Linked DNA regions of Mus musculus: regions 1 and 3 are each linked to region 2. A link is a contact called in public HiChIP or PLAC-seq and promoter capture Hi-C data. All regions are on one chromosome and are shown on one strand. The core of a region is the stretch at or near the end of the contact, and the rest is flanking DNA. Distances in the headings are between cores, read along the strand shown.

Region 1 (3,833 bases), core at 634-3,133, 230 kb after region 2:
GCACGTGCTCAGTCGCAGGAGGCTGGAGCAGCGAAGGGCCAGCTCCAGGGCATCTAGCCAGCAGCGGCCTAAGGGGCACAGAGGGAGACTGGTGGGTGGCTTCCCTTCTATTTCCCCACCAAGGAACCTTAATCTGCCTGTTGTCTGAAATAGCCTTCCAAAACCAATCTCCAGCCAAGGAACCCTGCCCTTTAGTCATGAAACTTCTAGTCCCACACCTTACTCCACCTCACTAGGGCCAAGTTAAAGATCTGCCTCCTCCACAGACCCCAGCCTTGCATGTAGCCATCCTGGCAGGAATGAATATGTACTAAAGAGACAGGTGTGCCCTCCCTTTGGCCATTAGACTATTGAAACAGTGGACCCCAAGGCATTGGAATTGCCCCAGGAGTCTCACGCTGGGGGAGAGAAGGGCTGAAGTCTGGGGACAGACAGAGGGGAGCTTGTCTCTTAGAGACCCCACGGAGTTCTGAGAACGTGTCAGAGATTGCAGGAGAGATTGGCGCTGAGACAGTGATGGGCAGGACCACACCCTGACTAGGATTCTTAGCTCTGTACTCCTCCTGCCCTCTGTTTAAACCTCAATTTCACATCAGGACCCTGAAGACTTGAGATATATCTTGTTGGGCCTGCCAGGCCTTGGAGTGAGTCAACAGCTCTGGGAATGTGCATACACATGTGTATGTCCTTGGGGTTGACACAGTGTAGGATAGACATCAGGAGGGCAGAGGCTGGGCAGGGGTCTTACGTGCTAGTGAAAAGTCACTGACCAGGTAACTTCAAGAGGTAGCAAGAGATAGTTAGGGCTGAGGGATAGTGGGGGAGGGGATGACAGACAGGGCAGGGCCTCTGCTTTGGCCCTGAGGTTCTGCTTGCTTTGTGACAGTGTGTGTGCATGAGTGTAGAACTTGGGTTAGACCTGTGTCATACCACTGTTCTCAGGGGTGTGGCGGGGTGATAGGAGGGCACTGTTAAGAGCTATGGGGGAGAGGGACCCATGCAGGTGACACCAATGTCTCAGTGTGATCACTAACAGCAGCGCTTCCGTCCACGCCTCAGAGTCATCTATAAATGATACCATGCATGCCCAAAGGACTCATGAGTGAGGGTCCCAGCTCAAGGTAAGATGAAGTTCTTGATTCCTAAGCTTGCATGCTGGGTGTCCTTGGGAAGTGTGGATTTCTTTCCCTAACTTAAAGCTGCAGAGACTTTTGTTTGAGAGCCCCTGAGGCTACACTGGGACATTCATGGGAACCCACCTGGTACCCTGGAGCTGCCCCTCTTGCTGAGGGATATTTGAGATCTTGGACTTACTGTAGGCTTGGTTTGAGCACAGTGCTACCTCCTGTGAGGCTGGACATTTGTAAGGACAGTGAGTGGGTTCTGGAGGTTATGCAACCCAGGATGAGAGCTGGTTGTAGAATTAGACTTAGGGCCCAAATGTGCATTTTGTGGCTGCCACAAAAGACTTGACATCCTGAATGTTACACAGCCTTTGGGAACCATTTGAAATTCTTTGCCTCTTCTTGCAGGAAGCCGATCCTGATATACATGGTATGCAGGTAACATTCTTCCTTGACTGTGGCCCCCTGACAATCAGGGATTCAGCTCTGACTTGTCATCTGGTGGCTGGCTTACTGGTCACAGACCCCCAACGTGTGCAGGCTCTGTGAGGGCATAGGTTGCCTGTTTACCCTAGAGCCCAGCAGGTTCAATGACAGAATGAGTGAACAACAGTCAAAACAACGTATGAGGGCGTGTGAATGCAACTTTTGACCACCAGGAGGCACCATAGCACCAGCAGTTAAGCTATCTGCAGGATTCCAAGTCTGGACAGTTGGATCCTAGTTGTCAGGGCCTTGGACTTCCAGCAGGGGGTGCAGTCCTGAGGCTTTGTTAAGGAGCCACAGCCTGGCTAGAAGCTGTCACTTGAAGGACTTCTAAGAATGGGGCTGCTGCTTGGATTCTGTTACCTAGTTCAGAGAATCTGGGACTCGGGGAAGCCCACATTAATATCTGTAGCCTATTTTTGCCAGAATACCTCTAGGCTGCCTGTGACTTAATTTACCTATTAAATTCACAACTGTCACTTGCTTGCTTCCATACAGCCCTGGGATTCCTATAGCATTGGGCTGACAAGTGTGGCTAGTCCCACTTAATCTGTGGGAAATCTGAGGCTTAGCTGAGAGAGGGGTATCACTGTAAGGTAGGCTCAGTCTGTGTCTGACTCTAGGGGACCCTGGGGAGGGAGAAACAGGACAGGTAGCACTTACCGTCTGATTCAGAAGCGGCCCTGAAGATCAGGTAGCTGCTAGGGAGGGGCTGAGTGATGGAGCCCACACTCTCGCCTTTGGGGCCCTGGAGAGACAGAGATCTGCAGGGTCAGGCACTGGGCCAGGAAGGCTGTGGTACACTCTTTATCCCTTCTAATCAGAAGCCTTTCCTTCCACTTAGCTTCTCAATTATGGCTAATAATTCGCCTAAGGCGAATCCTGGACTCACAGTTGAATTTTAACTTCAGCGAGACAGTGAAGGGCAGTTTAGTGTAAGTAAATTTGTCTTACTTGGAATAAATGTGTTTCCTTTTGTTTTGTTTTTGAGACAAGATCTTACTGCATGGTTATGGCTGGCCAGTAACTTGCCATGTAGATTAGACTAGACCTTAAACTCATAGAGATCTGCCTGCCTCTGCCTCTGGAGTGCCAGGATTAAAGGTCTGACCTATCATGGTCAGGTTGGAATAAATGTAAACAGTCAGAATGTTCATATAAAACAGTTTTATTTTTCCCATTTTTGGTTTTTCAGATAGTTTGTTTAGAGGCAGGGCTATGCTCACTCTGCAGCCTAGGCTGGCCTGGAACTTTCTATGTAGCTGAAGATGGTTTTGAACCTCTGATCCTCCTGCCTCCAACCCAAGTGCTGCCCAACCTTGTGTGATACGAGTATCCTCAGAGCGCTGAAGAAGGCCGCACTGTGCCAGGTCGGTCATGTTAATTCATTTTTTGAAGTGGGTATTTTTTTGTTTTTTTTGTTTTGGTTTTTCGAGACAGGGTTTCTCTGTATAGCCCTGGGTGTCCTGGAACTCACTCTGTAGACCAGGCTGGCCTCGAATTCAGAAATCTGCCTGCCTCTGCCTCCCGAGTGCTGGGATTAAAGGTGTGAGCCACCACTGCCCAGCGAAGTGGGTATTTTTAATCCACAATGGGTTTTTTTCAGCTATAGTTTATAAAGTGGGGGAGAATATTAATTTTAAAACTAACAGCAGCAGCCAGGCATGGTGGTTTATACCTGTAATTGCAGCAACGGAAAGGATGAGGAAGGAAGGCTGCCACAGGTTGTAGGTAAGTCTGAGCCTCAGAATGAGCCATGAGTTAGGATGGGCCGTAGAGTAAGATAAACCCTGTCTCCAAAACCAGACCAACAGCAACAAACCACCACCACCAACAACAAAACCCAAGCTGGGCAAGGTAGTAGACTCCTTTAATCCCAGCCTCAGGAGGCAGAGGCAGGTAGATCTCTATGAGTTTGAGGCCAGCCTGGTCTATATACATTTTAGGCCTGCCAAAGCTACATAGTGAGTCTGTCTTTCACCCCCATCCCAAATCCAGAACAACCCTAAAATTTGTTGTTTCTCTGAAACCCACATATAATCAAGATTTCTCCTGGGGACCCACCCCTATCCTGATCAGTTCTGCCTGGCAGTCCTGGTGGTGATGGATGACACCTGAGACAGTCCCTTCCTCCTCTCCAGACAGCACTGGATGAGGGGTTTGATGTATAGCTCATTGTGCCTCATCCATACTTCTAGCAGCCTGCCTGAGGATAGCCACCCC
Region 2 (3,980 bases), core at 1,437-3,936:
GTGGAACCAACCCAAGAGAAAAAAGTAGATTGCAAGAAGCAAAGTCTAGAGAAGTGGACATGACACACTGGAGTCCTAGGTTTTAGAGTTGGCTTTGGTGGGTTTCAATCTTACTTGATCCAAGACTCACACGATTTCCTCACTGTGTCCCCATACAGCCCTTTGGAATGGTAATATATATTCTGTGTTATTGTATGTTGGAAGTATGTCATTTGCTTTTTTTTTTTTTCATTTTGCAAGGCGTTACAGTTAAGACATTGCCTTGAGTCTCAGAAGACACTTTGGACTCCTGAACACTGTTGAGACTGAGAGACTGTGGGGGCCTTTGAAGCTGGACTGGATGAAGTTTGCATTAGGATATGGCCACAAAGCCTGTGGAGGTCAAAGAGTGGTGATTTAAATGAGATGTACGCCTATAGGCTTGGGCATTCGAGTAGTTGGTTCCCATTTGGTAATACTGTTTCAGGAAAGCTTAGGAGACGTGGCCTTCCTGGAGAAGTGTGTCACAGGGGGAGAGCTGGAGAGAACTCACATAATTTCAGGTTCATGCTCTCGGCTTCCTACTCACAGTTCAGACCATGCACTCTCAGCTTCCAGCCCCAGCTCCCATGCCTCAGCTCTGCGGCGGACAGTTATCCCCCTGGAAACATAAACCCAAATAGCCTCTTTTTTTCCCCTAAGTTGTCTTGTTCATGGTGTTTTATCATGGCAATAGAGAAGTAACTAATATACACTAATATACAGGACCTCTAGAAGAGCAGTCAGTGCTCTTAACCACTGAGCCATCTCTCCAGTCCTAAAACTGTGCATCTTTTATTAGCTTGTTTAAAGTGTCTGTGTGTTGCTGGGCAGTGATGGCACAGGCCTTTAATCCCAGCACTTGGGAGGCAGAGGCAGGCAGATTTCTGAGTTCGAGGCCAGCCTGGTCTACAGAGTGAATTCCAAGACAGCCAGGGCTACACAGAGAAACCCTGTCTCAAAAAACCAAAATAATGATAATAATAAATTTAAAAAAAAAAAAAGATGCATAGTGCTGGGAAAACAATTCAATCAGGAGAGTGATTTTCCAGTAGCAGTTTGATATTTAAGTGCTGTGGAGGTGGGTGGAGACTGACAATCCCTGTGGTCCCAGTGAGACTGGACAGCTGCTGAGGAATCAATAATACCTGCTATTGACCTCAGACCTTTACAGGCACCAACATACATGGATATACACACACAAAGGGCATAGACCCATTGCTCAATGCATTTTGATTCCAGGACATCAGAGAAACCAGCCGGAACTAGCCTGAAAGCCTGCTGGCTGGCTTTCACAGTGCTGGATGGTGCTTAGCAGGCCACAGGGAGAGAAAAGCCATCCGTGGTCTTACCCAGCAGCCAACCCTGCATGCTACAACACCAACCCACCAAGCAAGATGTGCAGATTCAGTGCAAATGGTCTGGGGGTAACCAATCACTCTTGGTTTGGACCAAGTCCTGCTCTACAGCAGGAAATTCATCCCTGGTACTGTGAACTCAGTCAAAATATGGCGTGGGGGGGGGGGGCGGTCATAGGCTCTAGGGAATCTACTCCTGTTGTCTTGCTAAGTGAATGTCATCAAACTCCCTTCTAAATGTTCGTTTGTAGACAAAGGCTAGTGCTGTTCTTAGTCTTAGCCAGGGAAGCTTCTCTGCAGTGAGCAACAGTTGAGGAAGAAATTCATAACTCAGTGCTGAATGAGTGACTGTGGACAGCTCAGCCCTAAATGGGGCATCTGCATCAACCTGACCTCCAAGGTTCAGGGGACAGAAAGACTGTAAGAGCCAGAGGATGGGAAGGAATTCACTGTAGCCATAGCTACCTCAACAAGATCAAGGCAATAGCATCAGTCAACAGTCTAACAAGTGGCACTCACGGAACTCTAAAGTGAAAGAGAGAGGAGAAATAGAGAGAGACAGAGACAGAGAGAATGAAAGAAGAAAGGGGTATATTGGAGGTTATTAGAGGGGAAATGGGAAGAGAAAGTTAAGTGTGCATACAAACAAGATACATTGTATACATGTATGAAATTGGCAAAAATAAACAAATGATATCCACTAAATAGGTCACCTGCACACAGTAGGTACTCAATGGTTATGGATGAAGGAGGTTCCTGCTTCATAGACACATCATTAGGCCCAGGAAATCATATAGGCAGCATCTCTCTTCTTGGGGAAGCTCCGGGCTATCCTGAACACCAGCACACAGTAGTCACTTTCTCTGCACCTGTGGCCATGCTCACACCCCTCTATTTTTGCCCCTAACCCCGCAGGACCCCCTAAGTCTAAGCCCTATCAGGTGTTCTCAGTTGCCTGAGCTCACCCCTATGCCCTGCCACACTGTTCTTACTGCCTGACTTACCCTTCCTACACCTGATACATTGTGCTTCTCCTTAGGACCCCACTGGGAAGCTGCCTCCCAACCTGGCTCCAGATAAGAATCAGCCCTTCCTACAGCAGCCTGGGTTGGTCCCCTTGGCAGAACAGTGGCCTCATGTGAGTGATATTGATCCCTAGAGAAAGCTACTTCCTCTTCAGGAGGTGATCCCAGGTTCTAGGGTTCCCTGTTCCTCTCTAGCCAGAAGGGCAATTTTACCACACTCCCTCACAACCAGGAAGTGCCCCACCCCTCTGGAGCCTGTTCAGAACAAGCACAAAAGCTAGAATCATTCGGCCTGGCCTGCCGGTTCCCCCACAACTGCAAGCTCTGCTTGTGGGTAAGTAGCCTGCTCCCATTGCTGTTTATTATGAACGCTGGAGGACCTTTGGCCTTCCCCAAACTATCCTGAGGCAGTCTTACTCAACCCCCAAGCTCTGCCCCCAAAACCCTGACACCAATAAAGATGTCACCTGCACACTAGGTAAGAATTAACCCCATCAGGGAGCTGACCTGACAGGAACTATCCCTCACTTCTACCCCCATGGACTTCAGAAGGGCCTGGACTCTGGACCCCAGGAGTCCTGAGATTCCTGGCCTCAGAGTCCTCTCCTTTCCATAATCAGCCTCCCTCTCATCCCTCATGGAAGCCCTGGCTAACTGGGTCTCCTCCAACCCTCCGGGAGCTGGGATGGGTTCCTACAACCTCTTGGCAGAGGAACTGAGAACACTTAACATCCACACCTGCAACACATCTCCCATCCCAATTTTCAAGGTGGAATCTACCCCAAGCATACGGCACATACCTGGGGACAGACAGAGCCTTGGGCCTGATCCATTGGTTAGAATGCCAATAGCCATGCCTCTAACTGCCCAGTTTGAGACATGTTCTCACTGGGCATCCCTGGGCACCCTGTCCCAGTTCCTCCCTTTTCTGATCTGCTGAGCTGGGGTGTGCATGCAGCAAAGGAGATCTGATTTTCATGTTGTGGCCTGTGACTTGACCCTACTCGGCTGCAAGGTAGAGAGGTGGGGTGGGCGTGTAAAAGAGCGTCTGGTTTCCTAGCAGTGATCAATCTGTCTGAAGATGAATGAATATGGATAGTACTGGTCAGGGCCAGAGTGTTGACCCTCCAGAAATGTGAGAACAGGACAGACAGGGGGAGGGGCATTTCTATAGCTTCCAGAAGCCTTTTGGTCAGTGGAGAGAGATTTGGAGCACAAGAACTGCCCACACAAGTGTAGTATCACTGTGCCTCTCCTGGCTTCTGCTTTCCCTTCTTCTGGATCCCAGAGCCATACCCCCTCCTCTTCCTCCTCCTTCTTCTCCTAGTCTTCACTCTCCAACCCTAAATGAACACCCTGTGGTGCTTGAGTGGTCAGAATTCCAACTTCCTTGGAACCAGAGTCCAGGGCAGGGCTGAGGCTTAACACTGGGAACCTCGCAAGCCCCGTGGGGGGGGGGGGGGAGCCTCAGGAGGCGTGTCTTGATTGGCCAATGAATGCTCAGAGACTGTGTTGCGGGCTAGCCCAGATCCCAGGGTGGGTGGAGCGAGCTCCGGGGCGGGAGAACTAGCCCTGGTGA
Region 3 (4,278 bases), core at 658-3,157, 210 kb after region 2:
GGCCTGCTTCACCTGTACTTACACTTAGGAAGGACATGACCACAGGTTAGACAGTGGATTTAGTAGGATATCTTCACAGCCCATGTCTTTAATTCCAGCAGGCAGACCTCTGAGTTCAAGGCCAGCCTGGTCTACAGAGCAAATTCCAGGACAGTCAGAGCTACACAGAGAAATCCTGTCTCAAAAGACCAAAAATCTACACACATACCCTATTTTTTAAAATTTCAATATTCTTTGAGGATAGTCTTTTTAAAAAATATTCTTGAAAGAGATGTTATCTTCAGTCTTTTATTTTTATTTTTGACTTTTACAGGACAGTGTCTCATACACAGTCTGGCTGTTCTAGAACTCACTATAAAGATCAGACTAAACCCAAATTCACAAACATGTCTACCTCGTCTCTCAATTGCTAGAATTAAGGGCGTGCACTACCCCGCCCAGCTCACCCTCAGTCTTTCTTTGGAGTACCTTCTTTTTGTGGCATTATTTGAGACGATCACCATTTTTTCTTTACAACAACCTTAAAACAACAACAAAAACAAAAACAGCCTAATATTGTCTAGATTGTTTCTGGGGATTTCTGGACGACAAAATGCACCACTTTTCAGGCGGTGCCTGGGCAGGCATGGAGCCCCAGAGCCCTAATAGGGATGGGAAGAGATTTCAGGGTCAAGGGCCATCCCATGTGAAACCTGCCTGTGAAATATGTTCGAAGTCCCTCAAAGTGCTGGGAACTTTGAAGTCACCTCTGAGTTGCATATCCTCTGGCCCCTTGCCCAGGAGATTCCCAGGGAAGCTGGATGCCCTCTAGGTCCATTTCTGTGAAAGCTGCTCACCAGCAGCTAGCAAAGAATTACTATTAACCAGCTCCTAGATGGTTTAAAGAAATGCTGATTACATGTAAGTGGTCTCTGACTGCTCAGATACTATCTTAGAACAATCTAAGGGTTATTTTGTTGTTGTTGTTGTTGTTATAACTAAAGATCTGAATGTGTTAGAAAATGGATATCCTTACAGGTTATAAAACATAAACCTTTTTCTGCCTATTTTTGGGTTTGAAGACTCTTATGAGAGAAAATTGACATAAAATTAAGTTGGCTGTAACTAAAATGTCATTTACAGGATTGTCTAGGTTTTTTGTTTGGTTGTTTGGTTGGTTTTGGTTTTTTTTTTTATTTGTTTGGTTTTTTTGGGTTTTTTTTTTCCGTTAGTTTGTTTTGGTTTTCAGCCTTTCTGTGTGTAGTTCTGGCTGTTCTGAGACTCCTTATGTAGATCAGGCTGCCCACTAACTTAGGTTTAACTGCAGTTTAAGATTAAAGAGACAAGAAGCGATCTCGGGACGAACTTAGCAGAGACCCGAAAGGCCCAGGAAAGGCATAGCCAGGCCTTCCACACAGATCCTTTTGTAGTAGTTAGTACTACACCCCAAGACGAGCCGGGCCGGACCCACCCAAGGCGCACAGTCGCGCGGGCCACTGCAGTCCGCAATGGCACTTTCCCGAGTCACCTTCGGAAGGACCGCTTTCAGATGAGAAAGCGAGGAGAGGCGTGTCCGTCTTGTCCGGGAGCTCAGGGACCAACCGGACACACTTTCTCTGGCTACCCGCTTGGCCATTCCCCTGCCTCTGCTTCACCTCCACAATTCCCCAACTCTGGACCACTTAACTCTGGACGAAGTTCTGAGGAGTTGGTTGGCGGTGCCAAGGCTGACCCTGGCGGAAGAGCCAATTCACCGCCCGCAGTAGCTTTCCTCTGCAGCCCGGGGATCCGGTGCCCAGCGCGAATCTCAGCTCCGCAGGGCCATATCTACTCACCGGCAAGAACAGATTCAGCAGCAGCAGCAAGAGGAACCAGTGACTCAGACTGGAGACGTGGCTGAAGGTAACCATGGCTGTGAGCTAGCATGGTGTCACTCAGCTGGAGGAGCTCTATTTCAAGCTGGTGGCCACGCCTCTTGTCAGCGGATTGGTTTCTGTATGGTTGCCTAATCTCGTGGGCGGGTCCAGCGCCACCACTCTTGCCTTCCCACCACCATCAGTGCTCAGTAATATCTAGTTTTCTATAAATACAGTAATTTTAAATGCCTGTGACGTTATTAACAGAATCATATTTGTTATAAGCAGCAAGCTAAAGTCGAATTCTCTGCCTTCGTTTGTTTTCCATTACAGTATACTGCTCTTTATTATAAGTTAATTAAAAATTTTCCTGGACCTGAGTGGAGGGAGAGGCATGAACTAGAGCTGGAATCGTTATAAAAGTCAGACTGCAGCAGACTGTAAACCTTCTCAAAAGCAACAAACAAAAAGAGGAAGATAAGCTACAACACACACTGTCTTAGCTCAACATGGGGAAGTTTGAAGTAACTCTATCCCTGTAGCTTTCCTGTGAGTGTTCACTGGTCAATGGTCTGGAGCAGCAGCTGAAGGCTTCACTGTCAGAGTCTGAGGGGCTGTGTGGGACTCGCTGACTCTGAGGACCTCAAAATATCCAGGACTCGTAGGCACTCTTCCAGTGCTGGGGTTGGGGGGGGTGTGTCGGGGGAGGAGGGCTGTATGAACATCCCTGGACTGTGAGTCCCTCACCTCTTCTTCCTTTCACTGTGTTTAGCTCCACTGTGTGTGCCAATCCAAGCTCATGGGACACAGGACATTTAAGCCAAGTCTACTAGTCTAACACAGGAAGTAGAATGCTTATTTCTCTAGGGAACTTGGGTTGGTTCATCTGTTCCACCCGCCCCCTCCAGGTATTCGAAAAAGTGGCCCACTACCAGCCCCATCCATCTCCCTTCCAAATGCCACTTCCTCTTTAAAATGAGGGAGGACTCAGAGACCTGGATTTCAATGGCTGCCCCAAAGAAGAGGAGCCTGGCTCCAGGCACCTGGTACTCTTTAATTCATCTCTTGCCTCTCTCCCTAGGGCCAGGGAGTGGAGCCTGTGCCCATCTGCCCTCACCTAGGCTGGGGAGTGGGAGGGGCCAATTCCTTGGCCAGCCTGATGCTCTTCTATTTCTTGTCTTCCCTCAGGCTGGTGTCTGCTCAGGAGTAAACCAAATCAAAACACAAACAAGTGTTTAGAAAGTTTGGTTAGTTCAACACGCTGAACTGTCCCTCACCCTTGGGAAGCAGAGGGAAAGTAGAGGAAGGGAAGAGGAGAGGACTGTGCACTTGTGGATGCTGTTGTCCCACCAGTCTCTGAGTAGCTCGGGAGCAGGGGGAGGCTAGTGGCTTTCCTTTTCTGCATACAGTTTACAGATCTGCCTTGTCCCACACTGTAGGTGGAGGGGAGGTGAAAGGAAGAGGCCTGTCTACCCTGGGCTAGATATTTGTGCTCCAGGTCCTTCTCTGCCCTCTGCCCTTTGCTCCTTTAAAACATTTATTTTAAAATGTGTGTGTGTGCATGTGTGTGTGTGTGTGTGTGTGTGTGTGTGCGCGCGCGTGCGTGTCCATGCGCACAGGTGCCTCCAGAGGCTCGAGGTGACATATCTCCAATAGCTGGAGATACACATGGCTGTAATCTGCCTGATATGAGTCTGGAGATCAAACTGGTGTTCTCTGCAAGAACAGCATATCCTCTTATTGGCTGTGTCATCTCTCCAGCCATCTCTACCCTTGCTCTTTAAGGTGGGATAGTGGGATGTCATACTGTTCCAGGAAGCCCCTAATGGTTCAAAGCAGTTGGGTGACATTCTCATGAGCCCAGTGACCCTTGATGGTCTTCCTGCAGAGATGAAGGGTGCCCACAATGGAAGAGTTGGACTCATTCAATACCAGGAGAATCTTCTCACCCCTAGAATAGATGTATTATCTATTGTAATATGTATATATCATACCCTTTCTTGGGATACTTTCAGGTTGCTTCTGGGTAGCTTGCTGCTTGGGAATATGTGAGGATTCTGGGGTTTTTTCCCTCTCTGCTCTTTCTGCAGTGCAATGAAAAAGGAGAGATATAGCCACGTCCTTTAGGTTAGTGTGCAAGAAAGTAACAGAGGTCTGCAAAGGACCTTGGAACTGTTAAAAAGAGAATTCATGAGGACATTCCAAATGTCCAGATGTATGATGGTGTTGTGAGGGACAGGACCTAGTTCTGCATGGGGGCCAGGGTGCAGGAGAGAAGGTGAGGAGTTCAGAGCTTCCTGTCTATACTGGAAACAGAGATGTCTGAGGTAGAAAATGGCTACTTGCAGACATCCATGCTCCAGGGTGACTGGCTGCTTCATGGAGGCTCCAGGAGCAGGGTCCTCCAGAGAACTCCTGGGGTAGGTAGATGCACAGCCACTTG

Evidence for each region. Promoter capture Hi-C pulls out the DNA fragments that hold promoters and counts their contacts. HiChIP or PLAC-seq counts read pairs in DNA pulled down with a chosen protein or histone mark.
Region 1: a contact with region 2 is called in an H3K4me3 HiChIP or PLAC-seq map of bone marrow-derived macrophages, with 4 times the contacts expected there. The contact joins the enhancer-like site here to the promoter of Slc22a18 in region 2. A contact is called at or near these places in 4 of 39 promoter capture datasets (the 3T3-L1 cell line, hippocampal neurons, macrophages and 1 more), 14 of 484 Hi-C or Micro-C datasets (the G1E-ER4 cell line, the HL-1 cell line, the HPC-7 cell line and 9 more), 3 of 115 datasets of contacts at active chromatin or transcription factors (bone marrow-derived macrophages, large pre-B cells and pancreatic cancer cells) and 3 of 9 other capture datasets (adipose tissue, liver and pancreatic islet).
Region 3: a promoter capture Hi-C map of stem cell-derived epiblast-like cells shows a contact between it and region 2, with 4 times the contacts expected there. The contact joins the promoter of Tnfrsf23 here to the promoter of Slc22a18 in region 2. A contact is called at or near these places in 11 of 39 promoter capture datasets (the 3T3-L1 cell line, the HPC-7 cell line, embryonic stem cells and 6 more), 6 of 484 Hi-C or Micro-C datasets (the G1E-ER4 cell line, the HL-1 cell line, the N1E-115 cell line and 2 more) and 2 of 9 other capture datasets (adipose tissue and macrophages).

Annotation. Positions count from the first base shown.
Region 1 is chr7:143,705,073-143,708,905 of GRCm38.p6, forward strand. It overlaps Osbpl5 (oxysterol binding protein-like 5), which reads right to left. Exons shown (of 22, transcript NM_001199227.1): 7 at 2,274-2,358; 8 at 1-68. Among named protein-coding and RNA genes, the nearest start is that of Tnfrsf23, 21 kb to the left of the region's middle. Within about 2 kb of position 1,884, at least 9 of the 459 cell types and tissues checked have an H3K27ac peak or open chromatin away from gene starts, as enhancers often do. A contact at or near this core is called in Th1 cells and bone marrow-derived macrophages, where this site is marked.
Region 2 is chr7:143,471,103-143,475,082 of GRCm38.p6, forward strand. Slc22a18 (solute carrier family 22 (organic cation transporter), member 18) reads left to right here and starts at 2,687. Exons shown (of 11, transcript NM_008767.3): 1 at 2,687-2,735.
Region 3 is chr7:143,683,968-143,688,245 of GRCm38.p6, forward strand. It overlaps Tnfrsf23 (tumor necrosis factor receptor superfamily, member 23), which reads right to left and starts at 1,908. Exons shown (of 6, transcript NM_024290.4): 1 at 1,815-1,908. The coding sequence starts at 1,889.